Linked DNA regions of Mus musculus: region 2 is linked to region 1. A link is a contact called in public Hi-C data. All regions are on one chromosome and are shown on one strand. Each heading gives the region's core, a stretch centred on a gene start, on an enhancer-like site or on the middle of the called end of the contact. The rest is flanking DNA. Distances are from core to core; before and after follow the strand shown.

Region 1 (6,555 bases), core at 625-3,124:
GTTTCAATCTAATAATTGCAAAATACAACAATTTGAGATAGTGCACCAAATCAGGGCATGTTCTATAATGTGAAAGTAACATAACTATAAAAGTGTACAGCTTTGAAAATATATTTTCATGGCAAGTGTAGGTCTGACTGTCTATGAGCATACTAGCACAGTATTGCAGAGCTAGGCTGGAAATGGACCAAGGACAGAAGCTGGGGGAGTGCTCAGTGCTGCTGAAACCTCCCAGGCAGTTGTCACACAACCTTTGTTTTTAAAGGTCATGATTGCCTGGTGCCTTTGCCAGTCTTTATTTGCAATTCTTGTTTTGTGGCGTTTCTTTTTTGTTCTCTCTCTCTCTTTTTGCTTTGGCACTGGGTGGAATGTTCTTTTAAAACTGAGTAGCTAAACTTGTACAGTAATATTAAGGTGTAACGGAAATACTTTCATGTATGCTTTGTTTTAGGCCAGAAAATGCTGTGACGGTAAGCTAATGAGAAGAGAATTAATTAATTAATGAGTGTTTTGAAAACTGATTAGCTTTGAAATTTTCTGTTCAGTTTCTGTTCTGAGTTAGAATTTAAATTGGAGCTGTTTACGAAATAAGTCACATTAATGTGTTTCTGTGTTCCAGTTGGGTGTTGGTATTTTTTGAAAAATGATATTTGGTGATATGAGAGAAAGTAGGAGATGAGCACAGAATAAAAGTTGGGGGAGGGGGCAAGGAATTGTCTGCTTCAAGTGACTCCAGCTGACAGACCAATAGAGAGTTTTAAGAGACGAAAGTGCTGAAACTCCATTTTAAAATACTAAAAGGGTTGAACATGCTTGACAAGGCTTGATAGTGAAAAGTGCTATAATGTTTCTCTGGCCTCTATTCTAAAGCAATATATGTTTTAAAACATTAACAAGAAGTACCGTGAAACTTAGTATTACTGCCCAATAAGTGATTGTATTTATTAAAGCTTATTAATATGAAAATCTAAAATTATAAGAGGTCTATATAAGAGTAGAGAAGGGGAATCACAAAAATTAATTTTTATATTTTGCTTTAGAAACTGCTTCTAATTCAGGTATGCCATAATACAACTTTCTTTCTTCAGGTTGTAAGGATATCACTTTTTAGTATTCAGAAATTTTTGAACTTTTAATTTTAAATATTGATATAAATTGGAGCCTTTTTTAAAAAACAGGTGCAGATATGAGAAAAAGATACAGGATACATGCTAGCAGTTGGCTTTTAAAGTTTTTAGTGATTACACTTTGAAATAGAAATACAGTCCTGGCATTTTTCAGGATACACATGCATAATTAGCAATATTAATACTGGGAGGAAGCATTGTGAAGAGTAGCAGATTGTATCCTTGATTATCCCATTGCTGGTGTTGCATTGGCTTCTTTGTTGGGGTGGGAGGTAAATTGTATTTCAGAAAAGGATGAAATAGAAAGCTGCTTTCAGGTAAATTTGTATCTTTGCTCTAAAATGTCTTTGAAGATTCATGTTGAGAAAGCTTGTGAAAATTCACAAAGCATATTTTCATTTAGTTGGCTGCTAAAAACTTGATTAATCTAGAAAAAAAAAGTGAAATTAATTTTTTTATAGTTTAATGTTTGTTCTTGAATATTGTTTAGTGTTTTTTTTTGTTAATTTGAGTTTATTCTGAATTTGGTTTTTAAAGTTCTATTTTTAATAATGTTATTTGGACAAATTCTCATAACTGTAATCATATTTCAGTCATCAAGATACTTTATGAGCCATATATAACTACGCTAGCATTCTTTTCTGGGCAGCCGTAAAGTAAGTGCTGCTTTATATTACAGTGTATGTGACCATTTCTAATTTGACCTGTTACTGTAAAGAAGGCTAACAAGTGTGTGTGACTAGCCCACCCCTTCTGGAGCAGTTGAAAACAGGCCTCAGAAGGCTCAAAGGAATTCTTTTAACTCCTAGCAGGGCCACGGGGTCAATGTCAGATTTAGTCATGCTGTTATTTTAGCCCAGTGGTCCAGAGAGATGACTGAAAAGTGAGTCTTTTATTTCTTTTTTTGTGTGGTTATTAACAGGATTAAATGTAAGCCATTGTGTACTTAGTACCAATTAGTTTCTCATCTGAGAGGTTCATTATGATTTTTTGTCAGCCTTGTTCTTGTAATATTTGTTTTATTGTTTGATTATTTAAAGGGATGGATGGACTAGAGAAGTCTTCCAGCAGTGCTTTGCTGTTCATCGAGAATTTTAATAAACACTTAACTTTCCAGAGATTTTTCTCTTGATTAAGAAATGACTATTACTAAAAACTGACAAGAAAGTGAGGAAGTTAAATAAGTGTTTAAAGTTTTCTTTTTTGATTTTTGTAGTTTTCAAAAAGGGCTAACTTTATCAATATTTCATGGTTTTGGAAGTCTACTTCATATTTGTATGCATATTTCTTAAGATTATGTTCATTTTTGTGAATATGTAATTTATCAGGAGAAATATATGCAAAGAAGCCCCAAAGTGTAAGTTTCTACATTTGAGCTTTTAAAGCAGAACATAAGAATTCTAGAATCAAGATAATTGCCAGGTATATAAGCAAACCTTAATTTAGAAGGAAAGAATCCGGAGTTGATTCTTTATGCCATTATAAATGAGTAAAAAGGAGAAAAGAAACATACCCAACGGTTTAGTTGCTTATTACATTAATGATTGCTTTTAAAACTGTGAGGTAAAAATTCTTAGTAGTGCTTCTTCACATAATTCCTCACTTAGCATGTTGAAATATTTTAGTAAAATTTTAGTCAAAATTGTTCTTACAAGTTGGATTAGTTAGTTATGGTCATTTCATCTAAAAGCAAGAAATATAACCAAATTAAAAGATAAGTTGTCTGCTAATTCGTGTGTGTGTGTATGTGTGTGTGTGTGTGTGTGTGTGTGTGTGTGTGTGTATATATATATACACACACACACACACACACACATATATATCTATCTTACATATATTAAATAAATGTATTTAGATAGAATATGAGCTTTGTACTTGAAGTGTAGAATACACATTTTCCTATGCATTCACTGTTAATGGATGAATGTGTTACACAGTTCAAATATTATGTTATAATTGCAGTTTAGGTAAATGTGATTTCTACTTTAACTGAATTGTTGAGTTTCTAAATCTCAGATTATTTGATCTATCGTATTAGATTGTACGATTCTGTTGAAGACCTTTGCTATAGGGCCTAACATTTTTGTTACTGAGATTACTGTAGCGTTGAATATGTAAGATTTTATGATTCAGATAGCTATGAAATATACTGCTTCTGAGGTATAGCTGCCCCACTTTGGCTAGCCCTTACAATTTAAGATTTGTGTATTTAACTTTTTGGGAAAGGCATTTCTACAAAAATCTACATATACTATTTTTCTTACCTTTCTCTTTAATTGTAATTGAAATATGCTTAGATTCTCCAGATGGAAGCTTTGAAAAAAATAAGAAAAGAGTGTATGGTAGCTGTATAAAGTAACCTGAAGATTTTCTCGCTACAGGAATTGAATCAGTTCCCTCCCCTTGTGGTTGGTCATCCATCCCATGGGAAAGCACGCAGCTTCTTTCAGATTAAGCGTGTAGTCTCACTAACATTTTCTGAAGGTCTGTAGAGAGCCAGAGGTGGATCATTAGTGAAATGGCATGGCAATAGGAAAAGACAAGCCTCTCCTCTTACCGTTTCTGTATTTAACTTTAAAGGAAGTGGAAAGAAATCAAATAGATACTAAGTTGCAAATCAAATTCACCTCTGAGTTAATAAAAATTCACTTGAAATTAATATTCTTATTGTTCTATGGAATACTTTTTAGATGGATCAACCCTTTGTTATTTCCTTTTTAATTTGATGTTTAACTTTTAAGTACTTGGTAGAGAGCAGATCCAGGTATTAGCATTCAACAGGAAATGTAAAAGGTAGATGGAACTGGAAAATAATATATTGAATGAGGCAATCCAGGCTCAGAATGTTAAGTCCCACATGTTCTCTCTTGGAGGTACTAGCTTGTAATGTTTCTGTGTGGGAGTGAGCATGGGTAGATGCCAGGAAGGTGGAAAGGTGCTCAAGAAAGGAGAAGTAGACCTTGAGAGAGGAGTGTGGGGGAGGGTAGCAGAATGCATATGGTCTGGACATGGAAAGGGAAATACTTGAGGCTGAAGGGAACACAGGGGTGGGTCAGAAGTTGGGTATCGACCACAACTAAATATATATGACACTGCATTAGAAAACTCATTAATTCTGGATGTTAATTAAGAAAATGAAAGAATAGATTATGAAAGGTTGAGCTGTAGTAAAGATACTTCCTTAGGGCTTCTGCTCCTTTAGGGCGGGCAGCTCATGCAGTAGTGACTGTTGTGAGCAGATGATGCAGCACGTGGGGAGTACTTGCCCTGTCACTCTTTCTGTTATGTATTGCGCTAGTCACACAACCTCAAGCCAGGCCACTTTTAAAAAGTTCAGTGGAAGTTTAAGAACTTGAAGTAAGTTGTTTTACTTTAAGACCATTAAAGATTATTGTTTGATTTATAATGAAGTTCTTGGAATAATAGGCATTTTATTGTAATTGGCAAGTGCTCTGCTAAATAAAAATGACTTTTAGATAACGCCTTTTCTATTTACTCAGATGAAGGCTACCAAATGTTGCTAAACTACTTTTAAGATGTTTAATATTGGTATAGAGATGTAATTTTTTTATTATATAAATTAAGTAAGACAAAAGGAACAATACAAATCTAAGAAGATAAATGAGAGTTGTGTAGATGAATAGAACAAAAACACGGTTAGTATTTAAATCCAAAGGCTAACTTTTATATACAGTCTCTAATGCTTGGGGCTTTTGTTTCCTGCAATAAAAATGACTTTTCTTTATAAAAGTCATGATGTTCTATTAGGATTAAACGTTATAGTTCATACTGTGCTTTTATTAAGCTTATAAGATACCATCAATGTTTTAGTATATTGAACTTACAACTGATTTTTTTTTATAGCTTTTTAATGAAGACCAAATATTTGTGGCTTTTGTCTGTAACTAAGTATATATTTGATAGGTTTTATTTAAAAGTTTTAGTATATTGTTTGAAAGATACCAGGCACAAGATAGCTACTTACACACTGTGATATTGTTAATGGTTCAGCTAGTCCAATTGGCCTCTTGAACAACAGTTAGAGTTGAAAATCACCAGTATTGGTTAGCTAATTTTTACTAGAGCTTACTTATTTCTAGAGTCTAACATTGGAGTTTAACTAAAAGGGATGTTTTGCTCCATTTAAATTTATAAAGCTCCACTTACTTGTTTTTTGTCTGGTATCTCTAAGTAATTGTTTCTTCATATTCTAGCAAAATATATTTAATTTGTTGTTTTTATTATTTAAGGATTTAATTATGAAACCTGTAAACTTTTTGGTTATCTTTTATTGATTGAGAACAAAGACAAATAATCTAAGACAACAAATAATAACCAAAACTAAGATTCATAGCCATTCATTTAATCAAGGACTAATCAGGGCCTACTGTGTTACACTGTGGATGTCCTGGTGAATACAGAGATGAATCAAGTACAGAGCCTGACTTTGCAGGTCTTATAGTGTAGTAGAAGTCAGGATCTGCAGGAGAAAAACCTAGAGGTACAGCAAAGGGAAGATACTTTCCTTCAGGGTTAGAGGTATGTGGGCGAGATACAATGCCATACAAATGGCCAGGGGACAGGGCACAGTAGACTGTCATTTCTTACAGGACACTTCTTCTTTAGACAAGGCTCCTCAGAATTTGGAGAAGAAGGTTGCAGAATTTGTCAAAAATTTTAAGATTTGTATTCTTATTTTGACATTGAAAGGTTTTGTATTAAAGCTACTGTTTCTCATTGCCAATTAGGGATTTGCCAGAGATTTGATTGATGTTTAAGAGAATTTCACTTTTCTTAAGATGATCCACATAATCTTGATAAACTTGATAAACAAAAGCTTAGGCTAATGTTTTAAATTAATCTGTGCTCTTTGAACAACATTCAGATTGAGGCACAAAAGTAGGTAGGCCAGTGGATATGGGTGGCAAGAGAGTCACCTGGGGATTAATTATTCATTTTATAACTATCTCTTTTCTAGGGCTCTAGGGAATAGTCAAGGCCTTGAGGAATTGGTTGCTTTTGGATTTCCAGTTTTACCTTCTGTTAGCAGTTTTGCAGTGAATTAACTGTTTAAATAAGTTAATTGAACCTCTTTTATCTTGTAGAATGTGTGTAGGATGTTTCATAAATTCAGGGACTCTGAAAAAGAACAAATACCTTACCTTATAATTTAATGTTTATAAGGACATTTTAGTTCCATATTAGTGCTTTAAGTATAATAAATTAAAGAGTATTTATACTGAATATCTCAAACATAATTTTTTTGGAGGAAAAGGGGCATTGAAAATAGTTTTTCTTCCTTCCCTCTTAAAAAAATATTTTTAAAGAAAAATATTCTCTCTCCTACCAAACAAAACTGACCAAAGTAAAAATTTGGTGGCTTTGATTTTATACATGTTCTGAAGTCTGTCCAAGCTTTCAGAATGGG
Region 2 (6,199 bases), core at 1,129-3,628, 130 kb after region 1:
TTCCGAAGGTCCTGAGTTCAAATCCCAGCAATCACATGGTGGTTCACTACCATCTGAATGAGATCAGACGCCCTCTTCTGGAGTGTCTGAAGATAGCTACCGTGTACTTACATATAATAATAAATAAATCCTTTAAAAAAAAGAAAGAAAAGAACAGAACAGAAATGGAGGTTCTTGGCACATGTAATTGCAGCATCCAGGAAGCTAAGAGCAGGATTACGGCTTCAAGTCCAGGCTGGGCTACATAGGGATAACATTCCATTTACCTTCCAAATTTCTCTCCTTCAAGAGAGAGTTTCCTGGAAGGAAATCTCTGGTAACTGTTAAAAAGGAAATGCTGGAAAAAACGCTGTGCCCATTATTATTTAGACATTCTAGGAAAAAGAACTGACCTGAGCTTGAGTAAACAAGTCCCTTTGAGAATAGGGTGGATCATCAGTGGCCAAAATAGCTTAAAAATTTTGTAGTCAGAAGTTAACTCTAAATACAATCTGATCCAGTATCCTTTTCTATGATTGTAAACAACTAAAAACATTAAGTAGATCTCATCTGAATGTAAAACTAAATGGATAACTTAAGTGCTAATGGTTTTGGTCTCTCCTCAACTCCCATGACGAAGGGAGTCACAAGCAGCAATATCTAAATGAAATGTCGTTTGTTCTCTCCTTTTACATTTGTTTCTGGGAGTCTTTGCTTTCCTACCAAGCTCAACCACTCTCCGATGGAGTCTCAGCTACCTTATTGATGTCCGTTTGTCCATGACCATAGAGCTTTGATAGAGTATAGAGAGTGCCACTCTCATGTGACTGTAGTCATGACTAATAACAGTTGAGCCTTGCTATTTAGCAGGCTTTGTTCTAAAGAATTAATCTTCTCAGCTCTAACCATCACAGCAGCACATTGAGAGAGTTCTGGGAGCCCTGTTTCATAAATACAAAAGCCGAGACGCAGCAGTATGTAATTTGCCTAGGACAGTAAGTAGCAGGGCCAGGATTTGAACCCAGCCTTTTCTTTGGTTCTGCATATCTAATGTTAGCTGTTGTGCTCGCATGACTCATTGTCTTCTTTTTCTCCTATTGTTTGACGTTTCATTTTCCTTAGCTAAAAGCAGTGTCAGAGAATTAGCAGCTCTTTGTAAAATAAACAAACATATGTCAGTCATCTAGAATCAGAGTATCTCCAGACATTGTGATTCCTTATTAAAAAACTCTTTTTCTAAAGAAAATGTTACATAAGAGAACTGAGTGTGTGTGAGTATATTGAGGGTCTTTTGTGATCAATTTTAAATATTTTTCTGTAAAGTAGGACAATTGCATTTCCAATAAAACTGAAATATAATTTAACAAACTTTATGCCCTTATAACTACACTTAACTTAGGAGAATACAAAAAAAGAGAATATTTTCTGCAAAAAAAAAAAATAGCTTGTTAGTTTTCCTGATTATAGAGAATTTTGAGTATAAACACTGACTAAAATTTGACTTTAAATCAAAAGTTAGTTTTATGGAGTCTAGTTCATTTGGGAAGCAGCTTTGAGGTAGTGATCAGTGAATGGATTTTCATACTTATTGCTGAAAAATATATAGATTCTGTATACATTGCCACACTATAGGTGTTGAATATATGTCTAAACCTATTTGTGTTTATGTATTTATCTCCTTACCAAGAATAGCCATTTTTATGCAAAGTAGAAATATAGTAAACAATCTTAAAACATTTTGAATTTTAATTGTAGATTTCTGTAATGTTAGACCTTAGAGCTGTCTTTATGTAGAATTTTGGTTTAAGGTAAATGTTAGAATATTCTCTTAATTTTCTTCCCTCCTAAGATAAACTCCAGCTCACATAAATATATCGGGAGAACCCCATGCATACACGGTGGTTAGGCAAGTGTTTGGACAGTTGGATGACTTGAGAGTCTTTGTGAAGAGTCTGCTGACCAGGTTTCAGTGTAGGGCTGTCCCTTGCAATGGAAGGTGCTTAAAACAGCATCAGTGTGTGGGGAGACTCACACTCACAGTCATTCCAGAGATGGGATTATTTTTCTTGCCATCACTTCTCAGTCAACAGATTTTAAACAAAATTATTCTCTTTATTTTTTTTAATTTAAGTTATTCAGCATTGATAAGCATTGCTTGTTTTATTAAATCTTTTGTTTTGCTGCAGTGACTTAAGGGGCCAGCTCTTAACAGCAGAGGCTTTGACAAAGCACCAGAGGATTCTGTTAAAAAGTTGTGTTTCGTAATTGTAGTTGTCGTGTCAGAGCCTAACTGACTTGGAGCTGAAGGATTTTTGTGAGATGAGTAGCTGTGCCAGCAGGGACCCAAGTCTCCTGGGCTGGCCGCGCTCTCATTAAGATTTGCCGCTAGCAGTGGCGGTGGTGAGCATGTATGTGACGTGCATTCTGTTATTGTATGCTTGGCTTGTCAGCCTGCAGCTTCCTGACACTCACTTATGTCACTCTTTATTCAGAGAGGAAGAAGCTTTTGATAATTTGACAAGACAAGCTCTTAAACGATCTAGGTCATGGCCTTCACTGTCTGTGATTGTGAACATATTTCCTGAAAGCCCTGTCACTCATCACAGCTACATTTTCTCCCGGGGAGCCACAGGCCTGTCCTGGTCTCTTGTCAGCTCATACATTTTGGTTATTCATATACCAAATACAGTACTGGGGGTTTTTTTCTTCCCTTTTGCAAATGCTCGCATGTTAGTAAGGCTAATCCTTTCTCCTGTGCTGTGCTCCCAGCAGGGCTGCGTTCCAGGCTCCCTCAGTACAAGGCAGACAACTGGCCGAGGGGAGCTGAGGAGGAGGAAAGGCCGCTTAGCCTTGTTTTGTGTTTGTTCATTGTTGTGGAAATATGAGAACTGGTGGCAAGGGCCTTGTCTGTTGAGCACTTGAGTCTTGGTCTGCTGTCAGGGGCTGTTTAAGATTGAGTGTTTTATTTTCTTTGATGTACGCATTTGAGAATAGGGAAGTGGGAATTAAACAACAGATGCACTAAGCCGTTGTTCTCATAAAACAATAATTAGCACCTGATAAAATTCAATATGGTTCAAAATGCACAATATAAACTCTCAATTCATCTGGCATGGCAAAGTATGTTGATTCATCTTTGAATGTTATGAATAATAACACTCAGTTATTCATGTATGTTTATTATCCAAAGTACAATAGACAGGAAAACTAGTTGGGCAAAAGTTGGCAAGCAGTGAACCACATTGCCGAAACAGATGTACGAGTGCGCTGTGTGTGTTCTGGTGTTCATCTACCTAAATGCCAGGAAGGTGGGAGCCGTGGGCCAGGACTGCATGATGATGCTGTGTGTGTTTTCACTTCAGCTGACTACCCATTCAGTCTAAATGTTTTAATCAGACCAAGTTTTCACTTGCAGTAGTTAGCTTCTTTCTTTAGAAGTTTATTCTATCTAAATTTTCCATGCTTAGCCATTCTGCTTGCTGAGAATTTTTAAAATATCTCTGTGTACAATACTCAGGAGTGTTAAAAAGAAGTCACCAAAGTTTAGCATGTAGGAAAAATAGGATTTTAAATTTTGATTAATGATTGCGGTTACATTTTGTATTTAGAATTAACATGTATGCTCTCCAATGACCTCTGCTTTGAAGTCTTTTTTAATTGTAGTACTGTTATCTAATAAAAGAGAAGAAGTTTCATATCATCCACTCCCATATCAGTCATCATCTTCCTGTACAGGGCAATCAGATGATTGTTCAAAAACTAAGGAATTCTTTATTACTAAATTGCTACTACACCAGAAAAGGTCACATGGTAGAGTAGCATTCTGCCAGTCTATGACAACTCAGTGATTGTGATTTTTCAACCATATTATTCTGAGGATACTGTGGTAATCAAGAACTATCCATAACTAATGTATAAATAACTGCTTGCTATCTCTATAGTAATTGAACTCAAATTATATGTACATAGCAAAAGTTTTATGCCAGAAGGCAGGAAGTGAGTACTTGAAGATATATCGTACATTAAGTTTTGTATGTAAGTATGTTTGAGTGTGTCATCCTTAACCTGAGAACCAAAAAAGCTACTTTTAATTTTATAAAAGTATTTTTCTTTCAGTTAGCATTACTAGTAGAGAAATCATTGACTTAAGTAATGGGTTTTCCAGATACTACATATTTGATGAATATGCCGCTAGAACTGGGAGGAAGACCACTGGACATTTTAATTTACATGCTTTCCTATAGAAAATTGCACAGGCTAGTTAAGCCTAAAGTATATAATGTGTGCTTTTTCACCTGAGTTATATATCTTTGTTCTAACTACATATGTGGTATTTTCAGTAGAGATTTTGCTGTGCATAGTTACTGTTAAAACATTCTTCTTCTGTAAGGATGGTTAACTGATGAGCGAAACAGTGCTGCTAGAGACAGTTTCCTCTGGGAGAGATCAGTGTGTGACTCAGGAAAAGGGTCTCTTGCTGGTGTCTGTTCCTGGTGCTGAGGATTTTTGTTATCTATTCTGATTTCAGTAAGTTCATCTTGAACAGATTTTTTGAGGTTTCATTGTTTTGTTTTTAGATTATTTCTCGATAAATATGAACATGTAAAATTTTGATGTATAAGAGAAAGGCTATAGATTTTAGGGATTTTGCTTTCTTTGGTTTGGCTTGGCTTTCCTTTTTTATTCTCTTTTTCATTAAGTTTTAAGTTAGCACCAACAGACATTACAGATAAGTACACTGCACAGTTAAAGCATCTTAAAAGTGGTGCTCTTTTAAAAGACACTCTAGGTTAGTCTTACAGATCTAGACCACTGCTCTTGATTTACCAGTTTAACTGAGTTACGGCCCAGCATCATACCAAACTTCTAACCTGTGAAGAAAGAGAGGAAAACTTTGTAACTGGCTTCCTGACAATGGCAGGGAGTGTGTTAAAGCAGTGTAAAATTCAATTAAACCGTCTAGCCAGGTTTTTGAAGCTGAAATGCAGACCCTTTCTGTTAAGCTTCTTATTTTCCTGTGACCGACACCGGTGGATGCTGGGTTATGCCAAAACCAACAGGCTGTAAAGTACCTTGTTTCATGCTCCCAGCTGATCAATATTTTTATTTTCCAGGCTTGCCCAGAAATCTGGAGGCAGTATCACCTAACGGTGAGTAAAAACACCTTTTTATTTTCCCCAAGACCCAGCCTATTTACCCTTCTCTGAACTGCTGACCATAAAATATAGACAAGCATCTTCTGCAGCAAGATAATAAACATCTGGAGAGTTTGTACTGAGAAAGCAATAATGCACCTCTCCCTTTCTCCTGCCCACTGCCTGCTCTTTATTTTCCTGTTTTTAAAAGATTTCAGCTGATTTTTATTACTCATGTCATTAAATGATTCTATCATAATACCCTCAGGCTTAGATTATATTCACTAAATTAAAGGGGGAAAGTATTTTAGAGGCTATAAAACTGCGTCTTTAGAACACTGTGTTACCACAGTCCATAAGCATACAGCCCACAATATCATCCATTATCACTTTCTGCTTTTGCTGAAATACATTCTTAACTGCAGCTAGAAAAAGCTTAGTGTACCTTTCATATAGGACAATTCAACTCTCCTATCCTTAAAAGTCTATACTTGTTTGAATTATAGACATATATATTTAATAGTCAATTTCTGATTTATTATTCAATTCTGATTTATTATGATTTTAGTCTTACTGAAAGCAGAAAATAACTATTGATGTATAATCCGTTTGATTAATTCTCAATATAAAGTCAGCTCACTTTGACTTTCCAGTTTAAATAATGTCAGTAATTCAATATTGTCTTACTATTTAATACATTTTTGATGTATTAAATAGTACTGAGAGACCATTTCTTTTAATTATACAGTTATATAGCACAATATAATTAATAGTTGTTGAAGTTTAGTATATAAAAGATTTTGTATGATACAGTTCAGAAAAGAGAAAAGGCAGTTTTTTTAAAACATATCTTTATACTGCTTTCCTCTTACAGAGATATAAAGTGAGCCAACAGGCAGACTCATCTACCATTGTCTGCCCGGGCCACAGTGCAAGGGATAGTAGTATATCTGCAGGGTTATCTAAAACTTTAGTGTTATATTAAATAAAAGTCATATACATGTCTATATATTATATACATATATGTGACAAATGCAGTCAGTGGATTATATTTTGGCATTGTAGCAGCTCTTTGGTAACATAAT

Evidence for each region. A called contact is a pair of places that touch in the nucleus more often than the background predicts.
Region 2: a contact with region 1 is called in a Hi-C map of pre-B cells, with 5 times the contacts expected there. The contact joins two enhancer-like sites. A contact is called at or near these places in 2 of 15 datasets of contacts at CTCF or cohesin (large pre-B cells and pro-B cells), 34 of 484 Hi-C or Micro-C datasets (3T3-L1-derived adipocytes, the 63-12 cell line, the AML12 cell line and 23 more), 11 of 115 datasets of contacts at active chromatin or transcription factors (the 230-238 cell line, CD8 T cells, the HPC-7 cell line and 5 more) and 3 of 9 other capture datasets (adipose tissue, liver and pancreatic islet).

Annotation. Positions count from the first base shown.
Region 1 is chr4:44,776,592-44,783,146 of GRCm38.p6, forward strand. All of the region lies in intron 2 of Zcchc7 (zinc finger, CCHC domain containing 7), which reads left to right. Among named protein-coding and RNA genes, the nearest start is that of Zcchc7, 23 kb to the left of the region's middle. Within about 2 kb of position 1,875, at least 5 of the 459 cell types and tissues checked have an H3K27ac peak or open chromatin away from gene starts, as enhancers often do. A contact at or near this core is called in pre-B cells, where this site is marked.
Region 2 is chr4:44,903,358-44,909,556 of GRCm38.p6, forward strand. It overlaps Zcchc7 (zinc finger, CCHC domain containing 7), which reads left to right. Exons shown (of 9, transcript NM_138590.4): 6 at 5,094-5,129. Among named protein-coding and RNA genes, the nearest start is that of Gm12678, 37 kb to the right of the region's middle. Within about 2 kb of position 2,379, at least 73 of the 459 cell types and tissues checked have an H3K27ac peak or open chromatin away from gene starts, as enhancers often do. A contact at or near this core is called in pre-B cells, where this site is marked.